3 separate regions of the Mus musculus genome follow, and all the other regions are linked to region 3. The links are chromatin contacts, called in public ChIA-PET and HiChIP or PLAC-seq maps. All regions are on one chromosome and are shown on one strand. Each heading gives the region's core, a stretch centred on a gene start, on an enhancer-like site or on the middle of the called end of the contact. The rest is flanking DNA. Distances are from core to core; before and after follow the strand shown.

Region 1 (4,775 bases), core at 1,775-4,274, 460 kb after region 3:
AAGCTCAAATCTTGCCTGAATCTCAAATTAGACCCTGGAATTTGGCGCTAGATTACAGTTCTGCCCTGAGTGCTGGGGAAGAGCCATTAGGAACAGGACTCTGCCTTGTGGTTATTTGTTCTGACCCTAATTATGGAAGTCTGAAAAATAAGTTATAGACACTCACAGAAACTCTTCAGTGGGTATGCGCTCTCTCTACAAATACCCCATAATAGAATGAAAGCCTCTGTAATTTCTACCAGAAAATGTGTGCTCCCTGAAAAGGTTCCTACTGACCCAGGAGAGTTAGCAGAACTGGTCTTCTCTGCTGGGAACCAGTAGTGAGTCTCTCCCTGGGGCACACGTGGGGCACATGTGCTAGGACAGGGGCCTTAGATGGCTCCCAGCTATCCTTAGATGCAATGGACATCTAGGATGTGAGTGGACTCCCACCTGAGACAGGTCCACAGACCTTAGCACACCCAACTCCATGACGGAAGTATCACTAAGGCTATTACACTCAGAGCATAGACAGCGCCATCTGCCAACATGAAAACAAAGACCTAGTCCATAGCTCTGGGACAATCTCGACACATGCTAGCCTTGCTTTTTGGCTTCTGTAGCAGTGCTTCTGGCTAACTGTTCTTACTAATTAAGATGTGGCGACTCAAAAAGCGGCTTTCAGGGGGCTGGTGAGATGGCTCAGTGGGTAAGAGCACCCGACTGCTCTTCCAAAGGTCCAGAGTTCAAATCCCAGCAACCACATGGTGGCTCACAACCATCCGTTACGAGATCTGACACCCTCTTCTGGAGTGTCTGAAGACAGCTACAGTGTACTCACACATAATAAATAAATAAATCTTAAAAAAAAAAAAAAGCGGCTTTCTTCCTGAGCAAGTCTTGGTGCTACACTGGAATCCCAAACATCGCTAATATAGACTTTCTATAGCTTAAGCCTGTGTCTGAGCCACCTTGTCCAATGAATGCCCCACACCACCATCCACTCAGATAGATTCTATTTTTTTTAAAGATTATTATTGTTGTTGTTATTTACATTTACATCCGTGCATGTGCTCACAGGTCAGCATGTTGTTGTTATTTACATTTACATCCGTGCATGTGCTCACAGGTCAGCAGGTGCCTGAGGCTGGAAGATTCCCTCATGCTACAGATGGTTGTGAGCCACTCAGTGTGAGTGCGGGAACTGAACTCAACTCCTCTGAGAAAGCAGCAAGCCCCCTTAAACCCTGAACCATCTCTCTTCGCCATCACCTATTCTTGATTCTAATGTGCAGACTCAAGTTGTAAACACCACTGCAGAGCTTTAAAAGGGGGGGGGGGTCGGGGAGGACAAGGAAGCAGTGTCCCTCAAGATTCAACGTGTGAACACACATGAATCACCTGGAGATTCTGTTCAAATGTTCTAATTCAGGAGTTCTGGGCTGAACCTGGGGATCTGGGAATCTTCCCTTGAAACAAGCTTGGCAGGGGGGCGGGCATGGTGATATACACCTGTAAACTCACCATTTAGGATTGAGAGGGTGTGGAATTCAAGGTTACCCTGAGCAACCCTGTCTCAAAAAGACCAAGCCAAAACAGACAAAAAAGGCAAAACAAAAACACCACCAGGTTTCCAGGAGCCACCCAGGCTGCAGCTCAGACTGCTCTTATGTAACTGTGTGGTAGCTTGAATGATGGGAAGTATGACTTTTCAGGCCAGCTGGGACCTTAGTTAACTGAGTTCTAAAAGGCTTGTTTTCTTGTCTATAGCACGAGGCAAGAAGGCCGAGAGCTTACAGCTCGATGTTTTCAAAGCCTTGAGTGCCTGCACATACACCATACACATGCACACATACAGACACACACACCCAGGGCAAGCAATAGTAACTACATTATAGAATGCCCGGCATGCTCACCCATGAAGCACATTTACCCCGTGGCAACAAATGCTAGCCTTTTGGCAGGATAGGAAACATTTGTTGAACGAATTATCAGCCAGGGATTTTTCTTTTTTTTTTTTTTTTTTTTTTCGAGACAGGGTTTCTCTGTATAGCCCTGGCTGTCCTGGAACTCACTCTGTAGACCAGGCTGGCCTCGAACTCAGAAATCCACCTGCCTCTGCCTCCCGAGTGCTGGGATTAAAGGTGTGTGCCACCACGCCTGGCTGGATTTTTCTAAGGGCCATTATTTCACCATCTACATTTTGCAAAAGAAACGGGAGCTCAGAAGTGGTGTTCAGTGACCTATTGTTACACGCCTAAGTCGCTAAACCGGAATCCAACCTAAATTTTGGGTTCTTTATCACTGTGAACCCATGGAGTTGTAGGGACCAGCGCAAGCCAGCATTCCTTCTCTGAAAGCCTTGCTTCCAGGCTAAGAGGTGACGCTCAGGGGATCGGTAGGTGGCAGCGGAGGGCTACGAGGCTGTATGAGTCACTTCGTTGCCTCACTCCCAGAGCCTGCGCAGAGACTTGGTTCCACAACTTTCCCTCCAGGCTATGCTTGGCTCGCGGGGTTCCCTAGTGGGAGACCTCAGGGACCCGTCAGACACTAAACAAGTTCATATACGAGTTCACCAAAATAAGTCTTTGTCGGCTGGGAGGTCTCTGAGAAAAGCAAGCATTCCTTTCACCAGGCACACTGAACTGTCACCTGGAGAGCCCAGCAAAAGAGAGGAAGGTAGGGATCTCTCTCGGATCCCCCTGAGCAGTTTAGGGACTCCGAGCCTCGGTGCACGCCCGCTGGCCCCGAGAAGACTCTGACCTCGGAAGGGCGTGAGGCGAAGTCCTCATTTACCAACGAAGACCTCTGGGAGTGGGGGGGACAAGTGAATTTAGGGAAAGTGTAGGGGTGGGGGCTAACCGGGCGGTTTCCATGACACCGGGGACGTCGGAGAGGAATGTACACCCCAACCTATGGCGAAACAAGAGCGGCGCCTTGCGAGCCCCGCTCAAGGAGGCAGGGGATCCTGGGTGGGAGGGGTTGAGGGGCGTGGGGAGCCGGGCAGGCCGGGGGGCGGGGCGGTCACGTGCGCCCGAGGGGGCGAGGCCCCAGCCTGCCCGGGAGCAAACCGAGCTCGCCCTGCCACAGTTCGCTGTTCAGGAGTCAAACTTTTTCCAGGACGGTCAACGCTTCATCTGGACAGCCTGGAACGCGTGGCAAGGCGTCTGCGGCCAACTTGGGGGACAACAGTTTGCTAGGGAGTGATCGTAGGAACCTGAGATCTCGATTTCTCCGCTAACAGAGGTGCGCTCCCGGAGAAGTGTTGCCTCAGCTCTAGGGGGACAGGCAAAAGGCTGCTGACCCATAAGACTGTAGGAGTCAGTACGTGCCTGGGATTCAGGAGCTCGTTGTGGTCATGGTGAATGAAAGTCTCAACCAGGAGGAGAGCAATGACAGACCTGCGCCAGAGTCGGAATTCCAGATGGACACCAGCTACTCCACCCAGCCCAGCGGCTCCATCCATCCCAGCGTCTCAGGCCACCCCAGCGTCTCAGGCCACCCCAGCGTCTCAGGCCACCCCAGTGTCTCCATCCATCCTAGTGTCTCCATCGACCCCAGCGTCTCTGTCCGTCCCAGCAGTTCAGCACTCCCCAGTACCTTGGCTCAACCCAGCGGTTTGACCCATCATAGTAGCTTGGTTAGAGAAGACAGCGTGATCAAGGTGAGCAAGCGTCGTTGGGTCGTGGTCCTGGTGTTCAGTTGCTACTCCTTGTGCAATGCCTTCCAGTGGATTCAGTACGGCTCCATCAATAACATCTTCATGAACTTCTACGGTGTCAGTGCCTTTGCCATTGATTGGCTGTCCATGTGCTACATGCTGACCTACATCCCTCTGCTCCTGCCCGTGGCCTGGATGCTGGAGAAATTTGGTCTTCGAACCATCGCTATCACCGGCTCAGCTCTCAATTGCCTGGGAGCCTGGGTAAAGCTGGGCAGCCTAGAGCCTCACCTCTTCCCGGTCACAATGGTGGGTCAGGTCATCTGCTCTGTGGCACAGGTCTTCATTCTGGGCATGCCCTCACGCATTGCTTCGGTCTGGTTTGGAGCTGATGAGGTTTCAACAGCCTGCTCCGTGGCTGTGTTTGGCAATCAGGTGAGTAGAGGGCGGGTGTGTGTGTGGACGGCTGTTCCAAAGAGAGAGAGCATCTCACCATGATGGGGCTGAGTATGTTAGAGGGTACCTGACGATGAGAGAAGCTGTAGTTTTCTGGTTCACAGACTTTATGACTCTTGGGTGGCTTTGTGGTTGGGTGTGGACTGACAGTGTAGTTGGGTGATTGTGACTGTCAGTGACATTGAAGATTAATGGGGCGGGGGTCACAAACAAAGGACTTTTTCTTTCATCCACAGTTTTTCCTAGCCTGTAGGAAGCATACTAATTAAAATATGATCGTTTTTTGATGGTGTTTCTCCCCAGCCTTTATCAGTACACCAGTTCCACCAATTTTAGGAATGCTGGTCTTTTCTCTGGTAGCAATCTTTGACTGCCAGGTGGCTGTTTAGGTGTCCTTGGTGGTTTTAGCTGGACCAGCCAGATTTGCTAGAACTCAAGATCCTCTGTGCACGAAACTGTGGGCTGGGCTGTTCTTACCTTTTACGCAGAGCTGAAACCAGGACACCTGGAACCAGGCTTTGCCCTAAACTCTCTGGGATTTAGAGCCAAGTCGAGTAGGAGAGAGTAGAAATCTCACTGCGAACTTCCAAGAAAGCTTCTGGTCTAAGCATCTTCTGTCTTTCTCCTTTTGCCTTTTCTCTTCCTGGGGCAAGCAATTCCACGTTCTTATGATCTTAGA
Region 2 (4,618 bases), core at 162-2,661, 370 kb after region 3:
TGCCTGTGGTTCCAGCACTTTTGTAAAACACAGGGTTGTTTTTTTGTTTTGTTTTGTTTTGTTTTTTCGAGGCAGGGTTTCTCTGTATAGCCCTGGCTGTCCTGGAACTCACTTTGTAGACCAGGCTGGCCTCGAACTCAGAAATCCGCCTGCCTCTGCCTTTTCCTAGCTCTGTTCACTGAAGGAATTTAAGGATATCCTCAGCTACATTGTGAGTTCCAAGACAGCTTGGGTTTCATAGGACCATGCCACAAAACAAAACAATATATTATGTGTCATGGGACTGTGGTAGTTCCTGGTGATCTTCCCATCTGTGGCCCTAAAGGCTATCATCTTTCTTGGCTTCCTTCCTCTTGCTCCCACTGAACTGCATAGTTGATATTTCCTAATTAACTTCTCTGTATCTTTACTTTGACTCCATTTAGACCAGTTCATGTCATTGTCAGGTAGTCACCAGAGAGGACTGCTCCAACACAAATTTAAGTCAATAGAAAGTCTTTATTAGGCTTTTTGGACAGGGATATCGAGAGGCAAGATGTAGCTACTAGTATCCCCCAATTTATATGGTAAATCCACCCGGATTTGCCACCAGAAGATTTAGATTGAATATGGCTTACAAGATTAGGATTCTAGTTGTTGTGCCTAGCGATTAAGTCACCATTGTTTCTGGGGAAAAAAAAAGAAAAAGAAAAAAGAAAGAAAGAAAGTCTTTATTAGCCAGCCAGTGACAACACTGGGTTTTCGGGATCCCAGTGTAGCCCTGAGCCTTTCTTGGGATGGGCTTTTAAAGCACAAACCCCATGTTTTGGGTTGACATACTTCAGCTAACAAGAGCAGTTCGCCAGAAGTGGAACTACAGAAACTAAAAAGTAAGGTTAGTTACATTCTGAGACTTTCCCAGAGCCGTGGACTTTGATGGGTTAGGCCTTTGTTTTAGTTTTGGCAGGTGATGGTGTGTTCACAATGAGTTTTACAGCCTGAATGGCATTTCCATCATGGAGTCAGTCATGCTAAGGTCTGGTGCCCTGCTACCAGAGAACAGAAAGTCAGGATGTAAGGGCCTGAAATCCAGACAGGCCTCCTTCTGAATCATGTGACAATAAATTCTGTTGGGGCCATGGCACACACCCCCCCCCTCTCCGTGTGAATAAGGCAGCCTGGCTCCTGGATGCAGGTGGTGGGGCCTCTTCACCTGGTACCGGCTCGCTTGTCATTCAAGGTTCCCTTCAGGCGTGGCTGAACTTTCAGTGGGTTTTTGGCTTGAAGCTCACCCAACAGCGAGCCGCTGACTAGAGGAACTTAGCCTTTGCTTGGGGGGTTGGGGGGGGAGGTAAGCAAAGAAGTGGTTTGGAGAGCGAAAGGCTCAGTTTGCCTCTGCCTGGTAGCCCATGTGAAAGGCGCTTGCTTCTGTTTGAGGTGCAGGGTGTCTCCGGATGGGACCAGGAAGTGGTAACTCCTTCAACCTGGCCGCCCGTTCACACCTTCAGTGACTCATTTTGATGAAACTCAACGGAACTCCAAACACCTGCACACACCGTGGAGTATTTTCAGATAGAAAGCTTCCCAGCTCCCTTCTGTACAGACCCCAGGAAACAGACCCACCAGAGGCACCAACAGCCCGAGAGAACACTGTTCCTGACTGCGCACACCTCCTTGCTCCCGTTTCTGCGCTCCTGGATACAGTAAGCACTGGCCTTGAGGGGTCCAAGGCGAGCAAGTAAAACACGCTGGGGTGACTGTTTTATGCACACCCATCAGAGGCACAAAACATATACATACATGGGGATGCATGTGTTGTGTTTTTATAAGCAGATCACTAATTTGCATATTGTGACTGATGTCAGTTTTATAAAATAAAAATTCGAGTTATGTGTGTATCTAAATTTATGTCTCCCTAGATGATAGAATTATAATAGTTTAATTGTTTTGTTTTGTTTTGTTTTTCGAGACAGGGTTTCTCTGTGTAGCCCTAGCTGTCCTGGAACTCACTTTGTAGACCAGGCTGGCCTCAAACTCAGAAATCCACCTGCCTCTGCCTCCCTAGTGCTGGGATTAAAGGCATGCGCCACCACACCCGGCTCATTTCTTTCTTTTATTTTGTAAAGAGTACACTGTAGATATACAGATGGTTGTGAACCTTGTTGGGAATTGAATTTTAGGACCTTTGCTCACTCTGGTCAGCCCTGCTCGCTCTGGCCCAAAGATTTATTTAATATTATACATAAGTACACTGTAGCTGTCTTCAGCCATGCCAGAAGAGGGAGTCATATCTCATTACGGGTGGTTGTGAGCTACCATGTGGTTGCTGGGATTTGAACTCAGGGCCTTCAGAAGAGCAGTCTGCTCTTACCCGCTGAACCATCTCACCAGCCCCCTTCCATTCTTCCTTTCTTCCTTCCTTTTTTTTCCACATTGTTTTCAGACTGCACCTTGTTTAGTAGTCTAGGCTGGCTTCCAATTCCCCAATGATTGAGCTATGGGTATACTCTCTTCACCTACTTTGATTTTTTGTTTGTTTATTTGTTTTTTTGTTTTTTTGAGACAGGGTTTCTCTGTATAGCCCTGGCTGTTCTGGAACTCACTTTGTAGACCAGGCTGGCCTTGAACTCAGAAATCTGCCTGCCTCTGCCTTCAAAGTGCTGGGATCAAAGGCGTGCGTCACCAACGCCCAGCTGATTCACTTATTTCTTATTACAAAACTTTCTGTCTCTTTCCGCCATTTTGGCGCCTATGGAGGCCTGCTGGGAACAGGACTTCTAAAAGCAAGTGTGTCTGGAAGGCTGTGGTGCAAGGCCATTTTTGCTGGCTACAAGCCAGGTCTCCGGAACCAAAGAGAGCACACAGCTCTTCTTAAAATTGAAGGTGTTTATGCCCGAGATGAAACGGAGTTCTACTTAGGCAAGAGATGTGCTTATGTGTATAAAGCAAAGCAAAGCAAAGCAAAGCAAAAACAAAACAAAACAAAACAAAACAAAAAAAACAAAAAACAAAAAAAAACCCAAAAAAACAAACAAACAAACAAAAAACAATACAGTGACCCCTGGAGGCAAACCAAACAAACCCAGAGTGATCTGGGAAAAGTAACTCGGGCCCACGGAAACGGTGGTATGGTTCGTGTCGAATTCCGAAGCAACCTTCCTGCAAAGGCCATTGGACACAGAATCCGTGTGATGCTGTACCCATCCCGGATTTAAACTAATGGAGAGTAAATAAATAAAAGCAAAACAAAAACAAAACAAAACAAAAACCCAAACAACTTTCTGTAATTGACAACGACACTAAGGACCACTCTAAATCCTTGGTCCAGAGGATGCTTCTTGAGCCAGATTGGAGACCCGCTAAGATTCCCTTCTGAGCTGGGGAAAGCCTTGCCTCCTCTAACCAATATCTTTGCTGCCCTCCAGTGGCTATCTGGGGCCGCAGCACGCCTACTGTCTCAAACTGCCTATTTCTTCTATTTCTATTTCTATTTTGTTTCCCAGGAACCCGGTTTCTTAGAACTGGCTTGCTTTTCCGAGTTTGAGGGCCATTTATATTCAGTGAGGTACTCGGGTGTGACCCTTTTCAAGATCCGGTGGAAGTGTCGATCTTGTTAATCTCCAAAAGATCCCAGCTCATTGCAGACCCGAAAGGGCCTGAGTAGTGGCGCTGAGAGCCCACGTTCTCACAGAGGAGCCGCATTTGGTTTTTGTTTAGGGTCCTGACTGCTGAAGTCCACCAAGCACACCTTTCCAAATGCTAAAGGCAGTGTTTCTCCTGAAGTAGGAGGAGGTTTCTGCTTTGGCCTTCCACTCCCAGACGTTTTTGTATCAAGCTAATTGCTCCATCTCTCTGTCCTTCATCTGCCGGGGGGGGGGGGGGGGGGGTTGTCATCATGCCTTCGGGATTTTTTTGTTTCTCTGTATAGCCCTGGCTGTACTGGAACTCACTCTGTAGATCAGGCTGGCCTCGAACTCAGAAATCTGCCTGCCTCTGCCTCCTGAGTGCTGGGATTAAAGGTGTGCACCACCACGCCCAGCATGCCTTCGGGATTTAACACACACACACACACACACACACACACACACACACACACTGTGCCACCCCCAGCCACTAGCAGGGGAGCCGAGTCGCTTTTCCTGTGGCCATGGCTCACAGACCTGTATTGTCCAACCCTGTGGGGGAATCAAGGCTGCAGTCCATCACGCTGCAGCCACAGTCAGAAATCAGAGAGGGGTGGGTGCTGTTCTCAGCTTTTCTTCTCTTTATTCAGCCCAGGACCCCAGCCCATAGAACTGTACCAACCAACCACCTCCGGGAACACAATCTAGATACTGCCGGAGAGGCTAATCTAATCTAGGGCCCAAAGCTTGTCTTGTAGGCAGATCTAGATCCTGTCCAATTGACAATATTAGCCATCTCAGAAGAGATAGCTTATCTTCATTTTGCAACCAAGAAAAGCAAGATTCAGGCAGGCTGAGTTTCCAAAGGCCGCACAGCAGCTGGACAGTAGAGTTTGATTCTGTTTCAGCTCCCAGCAGCCCCATCCTGATGGGGATGGCTCTTATTGATATATTTTAAATGAAAAAGATATTTTTATTCCCCACTCCTACTTGGTTGAAATGAGGGAGATTCCAGT
Region 3 (4,396 bases), core at 1,220-3,719:
GGGTAAAGCCACTCCAACGATTAACACAGGCAGAACAAGAGAGGATGCCACTTATTATGAGAAAACTGGCAGATGTAGACTCAATAGCATTTGTAGGTCGTTTGGAAGAGATGGCAAAGGAAGCAGCTTTGAGGGTGAGCGGGCATGAACCAGGAAAACAGCAGACAGAGAATGGGGAGATGATCAATGTCTATCACACTGAATCTAGGGCTCCTAAGGAACTGTCATGAGGAGGTGCCAGGCGGATAGTTGGAGAGACACTATTGCTAAGCAGGGCATATTTTAGACAAGAGTGAGCCCCCAAATTTCAGATCTAATAAAAATCATAAGGAAGAGATTACTTAGAACTGCAGAACTGCATATACATCAAAAATAGGAGCACTCAGGGGAATATCTAAACTTAGAAGGCCAGTAAGGGAGTTAAGTATATTCCAATATACTTATTGCATAAATGCCAGAAGATATAAATGCCAGAAACCTTAAATAGATGGAACAGGACTGAGAAAAAGAAACCAAGAGGACACAGGAGTAGTGAGAACTGAGTCTTGAGGGAGTGGATGATCAATATTGCTGAGTGAACAGGCTCCAGAAATAGAAGCTTGCCCGAGAAGGACTCTATTAGCTGCGTAGTGAGAGAGAGAGAGAGAGAGAGAGAGAGAGAGAGAGAGCCAGACCACAGGGGCCAGAACAAAGAGGAAAGATAAGGAAAAGCTGTGTAAGTGTGTAGAGTTTGCAATCAGCTGAGGTGTGTTGGACATGCTGCACATCTCTAACTCCAGCTCTTTGAAGGCAGAGGCAAGAGAATTTCTTTGAGTTCAAGGCTAGCCTGGAGTATGTAGAGAGCTCCAGACCAACCACAAAACAAACACAAACAAAGAAGCCAACCAAAGCAAAATAAAGGAGGGGGAGGGAGAGGGGGAGGAGGGAGAGGAGACGGAGAAGGAGAGAAAGAAAAAGAACTTGAGGTGTCCTGTTAGGTAGCTCTCAATTGTCATGACTTCAGGTCTAGGGGTTCCATTGCCATCTTCTGGCCTTCCCAGGCACTGCACACACAAGGCATATATTCACATAGACCTCGGAGTTTCTCTCTTCCTCTCTCTCTCTCTCTCTCTTCCTCTCTCTTTCTTGTGTGCGTGTGCGTGGGGGCGGGGGGGGGGGGGAGGGAGGAAAGGCCTATATGCCTATACCCAGCCTGGGAGAATCTGAGACAAGAGGATTAAGTAGGCAGGAGGACTAACTAGTGCTAACCATAGACTAAATAGGGAGCCTGTCTCAAAACAAACAGCAAACAAAACAAAACAGAAGAGACTCCAGTGGGATCCTAACACAGAGAGAGACAGACCCAGGGATGGGAAGGGGAACTTTTCTTGCACAAGGAAGTTATGTATACTTGAACACTAGAGATTCAGGGGGAGAGTATGGAAACGAGTTAGAAAAGATGTATGGGAAAACCCATAGAAGCTGACTGAGGCAGGGTCCTAGTCCGTGGGAAACCTCTGCAATGTGGAGAAGGCCGAAGAGCCAACTGGGAATGAAAAGAATGACTGACAATCTGCCCTAGAGAGTCCACCAAGGAATTTTTTTTTGTAGCGCATAAAAGCTGACATCTGATCTGTTGTATTAACGAGACTGCTGTCTACTTTATTTCCCACGTGCTCGAATCTTCTGTGTAGTTACAAGAAAAACGGAGCTATCTGTTCCAAAACAGCTTATCCAAATGAACTGAAGCACGAAGAAGACAAATAAACTCTCTTCTGTTGTCAAAAAGTTACAGAGGACCATTTAATGTTGAAATCAAGTTATGTTCATTACTGTTGATCTGGTTGTTAACTTTATTATTGTTACTTTTGGCTGAGTCATTCCTGGGCCCTAAGTAGTAACGGTCACGTGAGAGTGAAACGTTATAATAGCAAAATGATTAGATTGGCCATAGAAACTACCCTGGGACTATAACACGTAGTGAAATAATAGTAAAGCTAATATAATAGCAAGCGCCAAAGCATTGCGAGGGAAGACAGCCCGGAGCATGTAGCCTGGAGCTCTTACATAGCCCTACCTGGGGCCTGAGCGCAGTAGCCGAGCGCACTCAGAAGGGTGATCAGCAGTCCCACTCCCGCTAGCTGGACAGACTCCCGAATCCTGGGGCGGGATGATTCCGCAGCCCATCTAGGGGCTCCACCCTTCTCCAGACAAGGGCACACCCTAAGGTCTGGGAGCTTCATTCTCGGAGAAATCCAAGTTCTTCTTTGATGTAGCCCCAGAAAAACCTCTCCAACCCCTCCCCAAGGGAAACGCTGATCTGAGCTGCGGAGTTGGCTGCACCTCGACAAGTGACCCGACTGCACCCGTACTCCACCTCCCTTCCCTCCTCCCCTCCCCACCTCCCTCCCCACCTCCCTCCCCACCTCCCCGCACTCCCTCCACCACCTCCCTCCGTCCCTCCAACCCAATCTGCCCCGGCGGCTTTCGGATTGCTTGTGGACTGCGCCTGCGCACATCTGGAGCTAAAAGTTCTCAACCAGAGGCGGTGCTCTGGTCTCCAGGCAACGGGATAACAGAGGTGGACAGAGAGCGCCTGCGTGGACGGCGGTTGGGTTTAGTCAGGTGTGGAAAACTAGGTCTTGGGGATTTTCCCTGAGCTGGAGCGGCCCCCGAGCGCCTCAGGTACGCCGAAAGGGGAGATACTGAGACCTCCCGAGGGGTTGGAGAGTGAGAGTTTATCCCTAGAGGCCGGGTCCCAGTAAGGACTCCCGTTTGACCCTCTGGGACAGAACATGACTCTGGAGTTCCGGATCCAAAGCGGGCTGGGGCGCTCAGGTGTCTGTCACCCCCTCTCCCAACACACTCTCTTTACAAGCCTGGTGCGGTTTGAGCCATAGAGCATCTTTGCATGAGGGCTTGACAGCCGGGCACCTGCTTCAGGCCCGGGTGGCTCGTGCTCTTTGTAGTTTGTAGCAAGGGGAAAGTCCAGGGAGTGCTTTGGGCCAGGCCCTGTCGCCAGGCCACTGTTCTCACCCCGTAAAACCGTGGGACTGGACTCAGAGCGGCCTCTGCAATTTACAAGAACCCGGGGCTGGTAAGAGCAGGTTGCCTGTTTTGTGTCACGGACGACCTTCTATCTAAAGCTTTTCCCACCCATTCCATAAATGGTGTAGAGCAGGTCATCTACAGGCCTGGAGGAAAGTCAGTGGCAGAACACCTGTGTCACGTCCATTCTTTGGTCCTCGGGGCTTAGCAATGTCTGGCCTGGCACATAACCATCACTCCCTAAATGCTTATTGAAAGAATGTCCTGGCAGAGCCAACACCACAGTCCCGAGAAACGTTTAAAGGGAATGTGGGTAGGGCAAATGGACAAACAGTTTACTCTAGCAGCCGGGAGTGAACCTCAGACAAATTCTTCACATGTATCTGCTTTAAATCTCCCCTAGGCTTCGGTCCAGGCACTGAATGGCTGGTCTCCAGTTGGCTCCACATCTGCCTGTGGGCGTTATGTTCCCACATAATAAAACAGAAGCTCCTGGACTCCACTCAGCTAAGCACGACCCTTACGAACAAAGTGACTCTTCCCAGCGGCCCTCGATGGGACATTTGAGGAATAGTTTCCAGTCGAAGCTTTGGAGCAACACAGAAATGGAGCAGGAGGACGAGGTCTCCACCCGCCCCAAAAGGAACGTCTGCACAAAAGCCCGGAGGCACTCCTGTCCCCACAGTGCAGGAATCAGGCAGCAAGGCTCAGGGAACAATGCCCAGGGCCAAGGAAAGGGTCTGTTTTACTTGTCTAGTCCGACACCCCGGTATCCCAAAGCAAATGACCAGGACTTCATTCCCTTTAGGAGGAAACGAGTGGGAGTGGATCGGGCTTACCCACTGAAACCCATGGTCCACCGGAAGTCACATAGTACAAGTGATGCGGGCGCAGACGGGGACCAGAATGGCTACCCAAGACTCCCTGACTCAAGTGAGTTTTCAGACAACAGCTTTGGTTTAAGGAGCTGGGTGAATTCATCTCTTCTTGCCTCTGTGCAGGCAGAGAAGGTCGTGGCGGAGCTCCATAGGACCGAGTGGACCCAGATCCAAAGGCTCGAAGCTGCAGGGGAGAGTTTACAGAAGGAGATCCGCAGAAAGGAGATTCTCCTACAAGAAAAGCTGAAGAAGACAGAGGAGGGTCTTCGAAGGATGCAGAAGGAAAAGAAACAGGCCATTTTCCAGGAAGACAGAGAGCTACAAAGGATGGTACTACCTAGAAGGAGGGTTCGAGATGGTGACCATGACACCCCACACAAACCCTGCTTGTCCCCAGAGTTCAGGTCTGAGGTATTCAGTAGAAACAGGGGAGAGGATCAAACTTGTGATCAGGCTCAGGAAAACCCTAGTCCACGCCAGCTCTCTGATTA

Evidence for each region. ChIA-PET counts read pairs in DNA pulled down with a chosen protein or histone mark. HiChIP or PLAC-seq counts read pairs in DNA pulled down with a chosen protein or histone mark.
Region 1: an H3K27ac HiChIP or PLAC-seq map of microglia shows a contact between it and region 3, with 4 times the contacts expected there. The contact joins the promoter of Flvcr2 here to the promoter of Zc2hc1c in region 3. A contact is called at or near these places in 1 of 39 promoter capture datasets (pre-B cells), 3 of 115 datasets of contacts at active chromatin or transcription factors (astrocytes, memory CD8 T cells and microglia) and 1 of 9 other capture datasets (liver).
Region 2: an RNA polymerase II ChIA-PET map of effector CD8 T cells shows a contact between it and region 3, with 5 read pairs. The contact joins the enhancer-like site here to the promoter of Zc2hc1c in region 3. A contact is called at or near these places in 8 of 39 promoter capture datasets (the C10 cell line, embryonic stem cells, hippocampal neurons and 5 more), 3 of 484 Hi-C or Micro-C datasets (the G1E-ER4 cell line, bone marrow-derived macrophages and embryonic stem cells), 5 of 115 datasets of contacts at active chromatin or transcription factors (double positive thymocytes, effector CD8 T cells, embryonic stem cells and 1 more) and 3 of 9 other capture datasets (adipose tissue, embryonic stem cells and liver).

What each region holds. Positions count from the first base shown.
Region 1 is chr12:85,743,515-85,748,289 of GRCm38.p6, forward strand. It overlaps Flvcr2 (feline leukemia virus subgroup C cellular receptor 2), which reads left to right and starts at 3,025. Exons shown (of 10, transcript NM_145447.2): 1 at 3,025-4,075. The coding sequence starts at 3,338.
Region 2 is chr12:85,659,675-85,664,292 of GRCm38.p6, forward strand. It overlaps the pseudogene Gm33312. Among named protein-coding and RNA genes, the nearest start is that of Batf, 25 kb to the right of the region's middle. Within about 2 kb of position 1,412, at least 40 of the 459 cell types and tissues checked have an H3K27ac peak or open chromatin away from gene starts, as enhancers often do. A contact at or near this core is called in double positive thymocytes and effector CD8 T cells, where this site is marked.
Region 3 is chr12:85,286,122-85,290,517 of GRCm38.p6, forward strand. Zc2hc1c (zinc finger, C2HC-type containing 1C) reads left to right here and starts at 2,470. Exons shown (of 3, transcript NM_172414.4): 1 at 2,470-2,664; 2 at 3,431-4,396. The coding sequence starts at 3,450. It also overlaps a transcript of Acyp1 not described here.